Regions from separate parts of the Danio rerio genome. Here region 1 is linked to region 2. A link is a contact called in public HiChIP or PLAC-seq data. All regions are on one chromosome and are shown on one strand. Each heading gives the region's core, a stretch centred on a gene start, on an enhancer-like site or on the middle of the called end of the contact. The rest is flanking DNA. Distances are from core to core; before and after follow the strand shown. Region 1 holds the start of insig1 (insulin induced gene 1). Region 2 holds the start of shha (sonic hedgehog signaling molecule a).

Region 1 (4,839 bases), core at 803-3,302, 130 kb before region 2:
TTTATTAGCCGATTATTAAGAATATTGTGATTTCCAAAGAAGCGTCTTTCCAGAGCAGAAGCTAATGGAGTGGAGATAGACACGTTTACATGGAAATCAGTAATCAAATTATTTCTGAATATGGCAATATTATGATTAAGGTGTTTATGAGTAGCTTTTTGAATGTTCCTTTCATGATCCTGTTTTACATGTTATAGCACAAAATTCGATTATAACGTCATCACGCTATCCACATTTCCACATTTCCTCCGGAGTAATGTAATTTGATGTAATTTCGGGTGTTTCATTTTTAATTTGTTGACTTCAACTACAGTTTGACTCTTTCACTTTCATTCAGGAACATTTCATTCATGCCCCCTGTGACAAACAAGATATTGGATGAGATTAACAGCTGGAAGAGTGTTGTTTTAATATAATTTGATATCGCAGTTTGCCATCTTAATTAACATAAACAAAGAACACTGATCGCTTACCAAAACTAGACAGGACAATCAACATCAACTAGAACCGCGTTTTTTTTAAAAGAAGGAAAGCGGCAAATCTGGATTTCACCATTTCCAGATGTGAAAAGCTCATCTGGTAAAAAAAACACTGACGATCCATATCTCCAAACAATTCTTCTTCTACTACTTGTTTTAATTATGGTTGGTCATCTGGGCACTGTAACAGGTAAAAACCGTCTTTGAACTATATCATGCATATTAATGAAGTTGCACCTCATTCACAGTAGAGCGCGCTGATTGGTTCGAACCAAGTCTTTGTAATGAATTTATGCTGAAAACTCAGACATCATGTTGTACCGGTTCAGACATCCAGTCTCCATGCTGGAATTTACACTATGATCTCATGGCCGTAACGCAGCTTCAAAATTTCTTTTTAAATCTGAAGAATGAATTGGCTCAAATATTGCAAAACCCACCAATTTTCACTTTTTTGTGAAATATATGTGTCCTAATAGTGTTTTAGCAACGTGAGTCATATTTATGATTGTCAACATCTCAAAAAAATGTGTTTTGGTGTTTCGTGACTCGTTAACATCCACAGCACGTTTCCATTGCACATAAGTTTCTCTGTTGAAAAAAGGTTCATTAATGTGTTTAGGATGTCTTTCACACCAATAAAATAATGCTTCTTTTCTGAACTTTCATCAACACAAAAGCTTTTTAGATATCAAAAATGGTTATTTTCTAGCACTGCAACGAAAAGCCCATTTTGGAACCTTTATTGTAAAAACAGCAGCTAAAGAGTTGTTGACAGTCATTCTTGACAAGGGGCAAACATCAGACTCATTTATCTGGTGAGGAGTGGTTCCACTGAGGTAAGAGACTGAACTCTGTTCTGCTCTGAATCAATAAACTATAAGTACACAAGTTTATTTACAGTGGGGGAACAGCCCACTGAGCATCATGACCTGATTTCTTGTTTTCAGTCTCACGGACACGTACTGCACGCTGTCACGTATAGCCAACAAATCCGCATTATCTCATACACTTTCAGGGCCTGTTCACTCATAGTGAACTAAAAAAAAGTTCATATCAGCAAAAAGCTTTCTTGTCTGTACCCTGAAAAGATTACAAATACATTTACCCAACAAGTAGTTTGTTTTGTGCAAACAGGAGAACAGCAATATTGAACACTGAGAAAATCTCGAATCAGTGCTGTATTGCTTAGTTACTGAAAAGGATTTAGCAAAGCAAGGTCATTAAACTTAACCAATCTAGAAGTTTAAGACTTTTCTGCATGACTCTGGCATAGCGTCAACACACACACACACACACACACACACACACACACACACACACACACACACACACACACACACACACACACGCACACGCACACACGCACACGCACACACGCACACGCACACACACACACACACACACACACACAAGGCGAACAGCTGATGGCGAACATCAACAGCGCGTGTCTGTCAGAGAGGGGTGGCGCGCGTTCGCGTCATATGGCCCGCCGCACTCTGATTGGCTAGAGAGACTCACCAGACATGACCGCGCTTGTTTTCTGCAGAGGAAGCGCGCGTGTGGCAGTGTTCAACTGAGGGATGAAAAGAGGCAGCAGTATTTCTCTTACAGATGATGTGATCAAACAACACATCTAAACTATTTGTAGGTAGCCTTTCGTTTTTGTAAAAGAGTTTTGAAAGCACAGACGTGTTCTGCTTTAGACGAAGACATCGCTAAAAGATCAAGGTGGGTAGCCTATTCATTCCCTTTACTTCCACTTCATACTCATTGGGAACAGATTGTTTTTTGGGCTACAGCACTGCTTTTTGTAGCGTAATACTTGACTTTCAACATTATTTTATTTGATCAAGTTAGTGATAATTATTAATGAGTATTACTGTTTTCCAACAGTGCCAAATGCCAAGACTAGAGGAACATTGTTGGAGCTGCTCCTGTTCGACCAGTGTGAAGACGAAGGACCTGTCAAGCGCCGGCTGGATTGTCTGTAAAACGGGTGAAATGATGTCCATCATAACCTCAGTGCTGAGCCACGCGTACGGCTCTCTGCACAGCCTCCAGTCCGCCAATTTAATTCGACGGGGGCTTGTGTTGTTTATCGTGGGAGTTGTGCTCGCTTTGGTGTTAAACTTGCTACAGATCCAGAGAAACGTTACATTGTTTCCAGAGGAAGTGCTGGACACGCTATTTTCGTCCGCCTGGTGGATTCCCCTCTGCTGTGGCACCGCTGCTGGTGAGTCTGTCTGAAACACTTGGGCTCGAATGCTTTGTTCGTGACGATAACAAACAAAGACGGTGTGCTTGCTGAGGGCTTTTTGTTATCGTGTCTTTTATGTAAGATGAGTGATTCGGGGACAGTTTTGTTGACATTGGGCTTTGTAGCTATCAGTAAGCGCTGCCCTGGTAACAGCCGGGCATTTGGGGTCATTCTTGGGGTGCTGCATTCTCATTGGCTGCGCTCAGAACGGGTGAGCTGCGAGAGAGGCACGCCATTGGCTGGTACGCCGAACATGCCACTTACCCGAAAAGAGAAACACGGAAGTCGTGTGCAGCAGAAATTAATAAATAATTCGGTCACGCTCGACTCCTCCCCCTGCATTCCTCATAGTGGTGATGTGGACGCGTATCAGTTTACATCCTTTTCAGTAGAAAATGCCTTTTAAAGAGTTTTGTTGTACTTGAACTCTTCTTATGAGATTTATTTAAACACAAAAGTCATCACCCATTATTTATATACTAAAAGGCGTCAAACAATACCAAGCAGATGTAAAAAATGTTTTTTTCTTCTTCTTTTTTCCCCCTTTCAATGAATGTTGTTTAAAGTACTTTCTGTTTTCTCTTCTCAGCTGTGGTTGGTCTGTTGTACCCCTGCTTGGACCACCATCTTGGAGAACCACACAAGTTCAAGCGGGAGTGGGCAAGCGTGATGCGCTGCATTGCTGTCTTTGTGGGCATCAATCACGCCAGTGCTGTATCCTTAACAGTGACACTTTTACAGTTGCAACCATTGTGGACAATGAAAACTTCCAAACCTTTTTGAGATTTTTGTTTTAAGTCTGTAATAAGCCATGTTACTATTCAATAGCATTAGACAAATCCTTTTTTTTCTTAATCTCTTAACTGTCACATATTTATTTGTTTTTGTCTGAACCTGAATTTATCTTGACAAATTATACATCAAAGGCTAAACTAAAAAAGTGGGGTGACCCGTTAAAGTACTAAACATATTTACACAGCAATAATCTATGCAACGAGAATTATGCTTATCTAATATTTTTAAAAAGTCTTATGTATTGAGGATAGTTGTAATAACGCTGAAAAATGACTAGAAATGCTCAGTACTCTGACCCGGCCAGAAGTTGAAAACTCTGCACACGATATCATTTAACCTTTTTTAAGTTTTGTTTTGACGACTCTGAGTCTGTGTTTTTGGGTAAATGAACAGCAAAAATGCATAAAAGTTTTTATTTTTTGTTGTCATGTAAATATACCTTAAAACTTTACATTAACTCTGAACTCAAACAGTAACATGCACTTCATTGCCAAGAAACCCCATGTAAATGAGAACTGGGTTTTTTAAGAACTAAAAAAAAAAGTTTTTAATAAATTTGACTACAAAGTTTTTGTGGAACCTGTTTACTGCTCTCCAAATGTGTGGACCAGCAAAAACTTGGGAACCTGCACAAACTCAATTCTTGAGTTAACATCACAATGTTTTCAAAATGTATGTTAACATAAGAATATTTTGCTTAACTCAAAGTACCTTACAGAAACTGGACTTTGCTAACAATGTGCAGCTATCGCTAACTCTGGCTGCCCTGTCTCTGGGTCTGTGGTGGACATTTGACCGCTCCAGGAGTGGCTTTGGTTTAGGGCTGACCACTGCCCTGCTGGCCACTCTCATTGCTCAGCTGCTGGTCTACAACGGCATCTACCAGTAAGTTATGACTCAAACATGTTGACAAACAGCAACAGAAAACTGTTTTCATATCAACTAGCAAGTAACTAACACTCTCACATATTCATAATTTTAGTCGTAGAACATGTTTTTTTTGTAAGAAACATTAGCAAATATTATATCAAGTGCAAACACTCAGTTTTGTTTTTCCTTTAAGCAGCTCGTCATTTCAGTCCTTTTCTTCATTTGTTACCAGGTATACTTCTCCAGACTTCTTGTATGTCCGTTCATGGCTGCCTTGTATATTCTTCTCTGGCGGAGTGACTGTTGGAAATATTGGCAGACAACTAGCTATGGTAAGAAACTGCCCCTCATACCAGCCCCCTTTTCCAGTCTTTCATATTCCACAGAATAACTGATGTACTTGATTACTCATGTATTGTGGTTAGTTTCCTCTTG
Region 2 (4,360 bases), core at 1,486-3,985:
ACAAACGATATAGTCTAATGAAATAAATTGCAAAAACTTCACAGATGCATCCTCTGGATGATGCCTTTTTGGAATATCTGTACACTGAATGGAATGTAGCAAAATGGTACTTTAATCAAAAGTAAATAAAACAGACCCCCTAACTACTATATTTTAAATTGCTGCCTTTTAGCTCTACAACACTTGTGGCTGTTGATTGATAGAGTAAACCACAAGCAAGCGACATAAAGATGCAACCTAGCACATCCTAAGCAAAACTACCGGGGATTGATGAGCCGTGAAGCCTGAACTCTTTATTAATTCATTGAGTCGTGTGCCGCAAATCAAGCCAAATTCTGTTCAGCCACCATGAAGCGCAGCGGGAACCCCCTGTGCCGCCGCTTTGTGCTCCACACGAGGTTTGTTCAACAAGCCGCCTAGTCACAGTCAGCAACTAATCTCCCCCCAAAATGAACTGTTTTAGAGGAAACACTTATCAGCTACCTGTCAGAGCAAACAGCCTCCTGGATACCCTCGCAGTTGCGCCTAATTTCGCGAGCTTCACCGTTAAGTCCAATTCACCGCACAGCGTGTTCAACCAACAAACCCTGTCTTACACTCGGATGCGCTTCTCCAAAACATTTGTCAACAGGACACCTCGTTAACTCCCTTTGAAAGACTGAGACGTTCATTTGATGTTACTAGATTGCAAGGGTAGCTTATAGCAGCGTGTGTGCCCGCGGGTCACTGCACACTTATAATCACATTCACCTTAAGTAGAGCTTGATATACATCTGAGAAAACCACACCAGACACGGGTTTCATCTTTTTTAAGGACCGGTAAAAGGGAAACTTTATAATGCACCTGCGCGTGGCGTGTAAATTGACTTTGGCGGACATTATTCGCAATGCTTCAGCAAACCTTGCTATAACCGGTCATGACTTAGACTTTGAACCTAAAAGCTATTTAACAGAGGCACGTTCAAAACAGCCTAATAAAAATTATGCTCGGGATAATCACTTTGTAAATTACACGGAAACACTTCAATAGAGGCTAATTTGCACTGCAAACATATTTTCGATGCACTTAGTAAGCTGCATGTTATTCTTCCTTAGCATTGGCAAAGGGTCAGAAGTTCAAAAGATTCCTGCTAATGCAACGAGAGTGGAAAGCCATGTTGGGGACAGACAGCCTATTCCCGAAGCTGTCTGACTTTAGCAGAGGCCTAGCTTTCTTTAAAATAAATAAATGTAAAAAGTTGGATGTAAATGCTAATATACAAATCTGAGCAACAAAATAAACGAATCCAATAAACCATATTTAAGCAACACAAATCTTTAGCATTACATCCAAAAGTGAATATAACGCAGGCTACCTAAGAGCAGAGAAAACAGCGCACCGCGGCTAAGTATTCGCGTTTACATTGTAACAAAAATAATAGCGCATTTTGCAGTTAAAATAATGTTGCATTAGCATTGACTACTCATGAAGTATACAAACTTATACTTGCTGTTGCTTAAATATATTAGTCAGATTAAATACAGTTAATGCAGCCTCGCATGTGCTGAAAAAAACTGTCGGCAGATGAACAAACACCTGCATAACATCCAAAGAACAGAGGCGATGATAGTCCATTGTGTCTGATTCTAATCTGTCATTAAGTGTAACCATCCTAGCCCATTAATAAGTAGAAACAAATCGGAGAGCATCCTTGGAGAAATGTCAATATGTTCATGCCCTGATAAGCAGCCGCTGCGAGCGAGCGAGCGGGTAGGCTGCGGTCTGTCTGACTAAGCGATATGAACATGTATGTTATATTTCAATCTATATTTAGCTGTCACGAGACTGTAATATTCTGACCACCACAGTCCCTTCAGATCAGGTGCGGCACTCATCCGTCGGGACATCCACGTTTTATAAAACAGATAACGCGCGCCTGACGCGTCTCAACGCGCGGACAAATGCATACATATGACCAGAAGAAGCGCATAAATATTTCACGCTGCCTTCCACAATGAGGGTGAGCAAGGAGGCAAGCAGCCGGTCCTCTGTTGATGGCACAGGACTAATTCACAATCCTTGCACGAATTCAACTGTACTTTCCGACTTTCAGATTTCGAAAGGCGAAAGAATTACCTGTGTCATGAGCCTGTCCGCTCCCGTGTTCTCCTCATCCTTAAAGATAATGTCGGGATTATAATTTGGAGTAAGTTCTTTAAATCTCTCCGAATTGCGCGTTATCTTGCCCTCGTATCTGCCGCTGGCCCCTAAGGTCTTCTCCGCGACATTAGGTATGAACTGCTTGTAGGCGAGAGGTGTCAGCTTCTTCGGATGTCTTCTTCTGCCGTAGCCTCTGCCAGGACCGCAGGCCAGTCCGGACACCACCAAGGACAGAGTGAGAAGAGACACCAGCAGCACTCTCGTCAAAAGCCGCATTTTGCCGCACGCTGAATCTCGCTGCGGTGTTCTCGAGCGGTCTGTCTAGCAGGGTTTCTCGTTGTCGAGGCGCGGATCTCCGGCGATGTCCTTGCCGTCTCCTCGGTTCACGCGTGTCCCTCAGCAGCGCCAAGCCCCGACCGTGACAGGTGCGGAAACGTGCGACTGATAACGCATCGGAGGTTTGCGGCGGGGATGCGAAAGGTAAGACTGACCTCGAAATCACAACGTTACTTCAAGCCACAGCCACTTAATGCGAGAAGCCTCTTTACTCCTATGTATTATAGCTGCGATCTGAGGTAGGGAGGGACCTGATTGGCTCGACGGGACGAACACTTCTGATGTTATCCCACAAAACAGACGCGCAAAAAACCTTTAAAGAAGGTGGGTTTCAGGGGAGGGACGCGGTGAGATGTGAACGCATCAGTTTCTCCCACTGCTGTCTGTGTGAGGCTGCGACGTGCATGTGTGCTCACTTTCTTACATCCGTGTGTGACCCGCTAATGAACCATTATTTCTCAAGTCATTTGCGTTGCTGCACGTAAGGTTGAATCAATTATACAACTTTCGAAACTTCATTTATCACAGCAAGTGCGGAATGTGCGCGTTCACCATCACCCGAATTAATCACAGAATAACAGCGTTTCCAAATATGACAACTTTTTAATCGCTTCAGTCACATTCCTGTCAGATTGATCACTTGTTGTCCCATCAGCCTCTAACCTGAACAACTCGGTTACAGAAGCCAGACGAATTAGTTTTTTGTGTTTTAAAAACACTCAGATCTTACATCAAATTTATTGTGCTTTCTGCAGTAAATCAGCACCAACTTTTGTTGTCATTTTGGACATTTTAAAGTCAAGGGTACAATTTACAGGATTTAGTTTCTTGTAAATGTTGTACAGATTTCAAAACGTAAAAACCAGGATTGTTTTGATGTATCTGGTGTTCTTTATTATAAAGCTGCCAGTCCCAAAAAAGGGGTTTTGCCATTTTGGTTCCTTTCAGAATCTTTTAGTGAAAAGTTTTTTAAAAGTACAATTTTTTCATAGTGTGAGGAATATTTTCACACTCTAAAGAAAGTTTTTCCCTCTTTAAAGAATCAAAAGCTTTAGTAGATGTCGAAGGTTCTTCGTGGAACCATTGAGAGGACCTTTATAATTAAGAGTGCGGTGTACAACTGATTATTTCTCTATCTTTATCAGGTGCTTTTCCATGGTGTACCAGAGCGAGAGAGCAGGAGACAGAGATTAAGCTGGCTCTTCTGCCCAACAGCTTATTTGAGATATTGGAAAAGGCTCTTCCTGTGCACACAAATGCTAAGCTGTCTGTTTGGGAGAAAGATCAGCCTGCAAAAACCCTGTCACCCCTTAAAGTCCACTTCAGTGACAGATTAAGCCATGGTAACCACTGTGTTCCCTGGCCCATAGCAGCGGGTAAGGTATGTGTTTCATTGTCTTATTTTCTCTTGTTTTCACACATTTTCTAGACTGCTCTATCAAAGATGGTGGCTGCTTGTCTTGTGAAATACATTAAGAAGATCAGGGCCCCTGCTGAAGGTTTTGTTCAATTGAGCATGACAGATGATTTGTTGTCTTATTTGTTCTAGTCTTGAGGTGTCCAATTTTTTTTTGGACCACGGAAATTTTATAAATGCCATTAAATGATGACCTGTTTTTGACCCATTTAGCTTAATTGTAAATTGAGTCTTAGTCAATTAAGAAAATTACAGCAGGATATCATTAAATCAAGCAGTTTCTCTCCTCTAAAATATCTCCAGATCTAGCAAACGGTCAAACAGATCTTACTTTGTGTCCAAATATTATGCCCACCTGGCCACTGATGTCCAAGAGGAGTGAATTGTGCAGACTGGCTTAGTACTTTAGTTCAGGTCACAATTTCTGCTATTAACTGGCTCATTACTAAGCCCACACGGAATCTGTG

The links. HiChIP or PLAC-seq counts read pairs in DNA pulled down with a chosen protein or histone mark.
Region 1: a contact with region 2 is called in an H3K4me3 HiChIP or PLAC-seq map of gastrula embryo, with 2.6 times the contacts expected there. The contact joins the promoter of insig1 here to the promoter of shha in region 2. A contact is called at or near these places in 2 of 4 datasets of contacts at active chromatin or transcription factors (embryo and gastrula embryo).

The regions. Positions count from the first base shown.
Region 1 is chr7:41,359,984-41,364,822 of GRCz12tu, reverse strand. It overlaps insig1 (insulin induced gene 1), which reads left to right and starts at 2,052. Exons shown (of 6, transcript NM_199869.1): 1 at 2,052-2,210; 2 at 2,376-2,715; 3 at 3,329-3,453; 4 at 4,253-4,419; 5 at 4,637-4,736. The coding sequence starts at 2,382. It overlaps si:dkey-151p11.2 (a long non-coding RNA gene), which reads right to left. Exons shown (of 4, transcript NR_125798.1): 4 at 4,069-4,704.
Region 2 is chr7:41,230,404-41,234,763 of GRCz12tu, reverse strand. shha (sonic hedgehog signaling molecule a) reads right to left here and starts at 2,735. Exons shown (of 3, transcript NM_131063.3): 1 at 2,117-2,735. The coding sequence starts at 2,416. LOC137490296 (a long non-coding RNA gene) reads left to right here and starts at 1,856. Exons shown (of 3, transcript XR_012383457.1): 1 at 1,856-2,620; 2 at 3,622-3,857.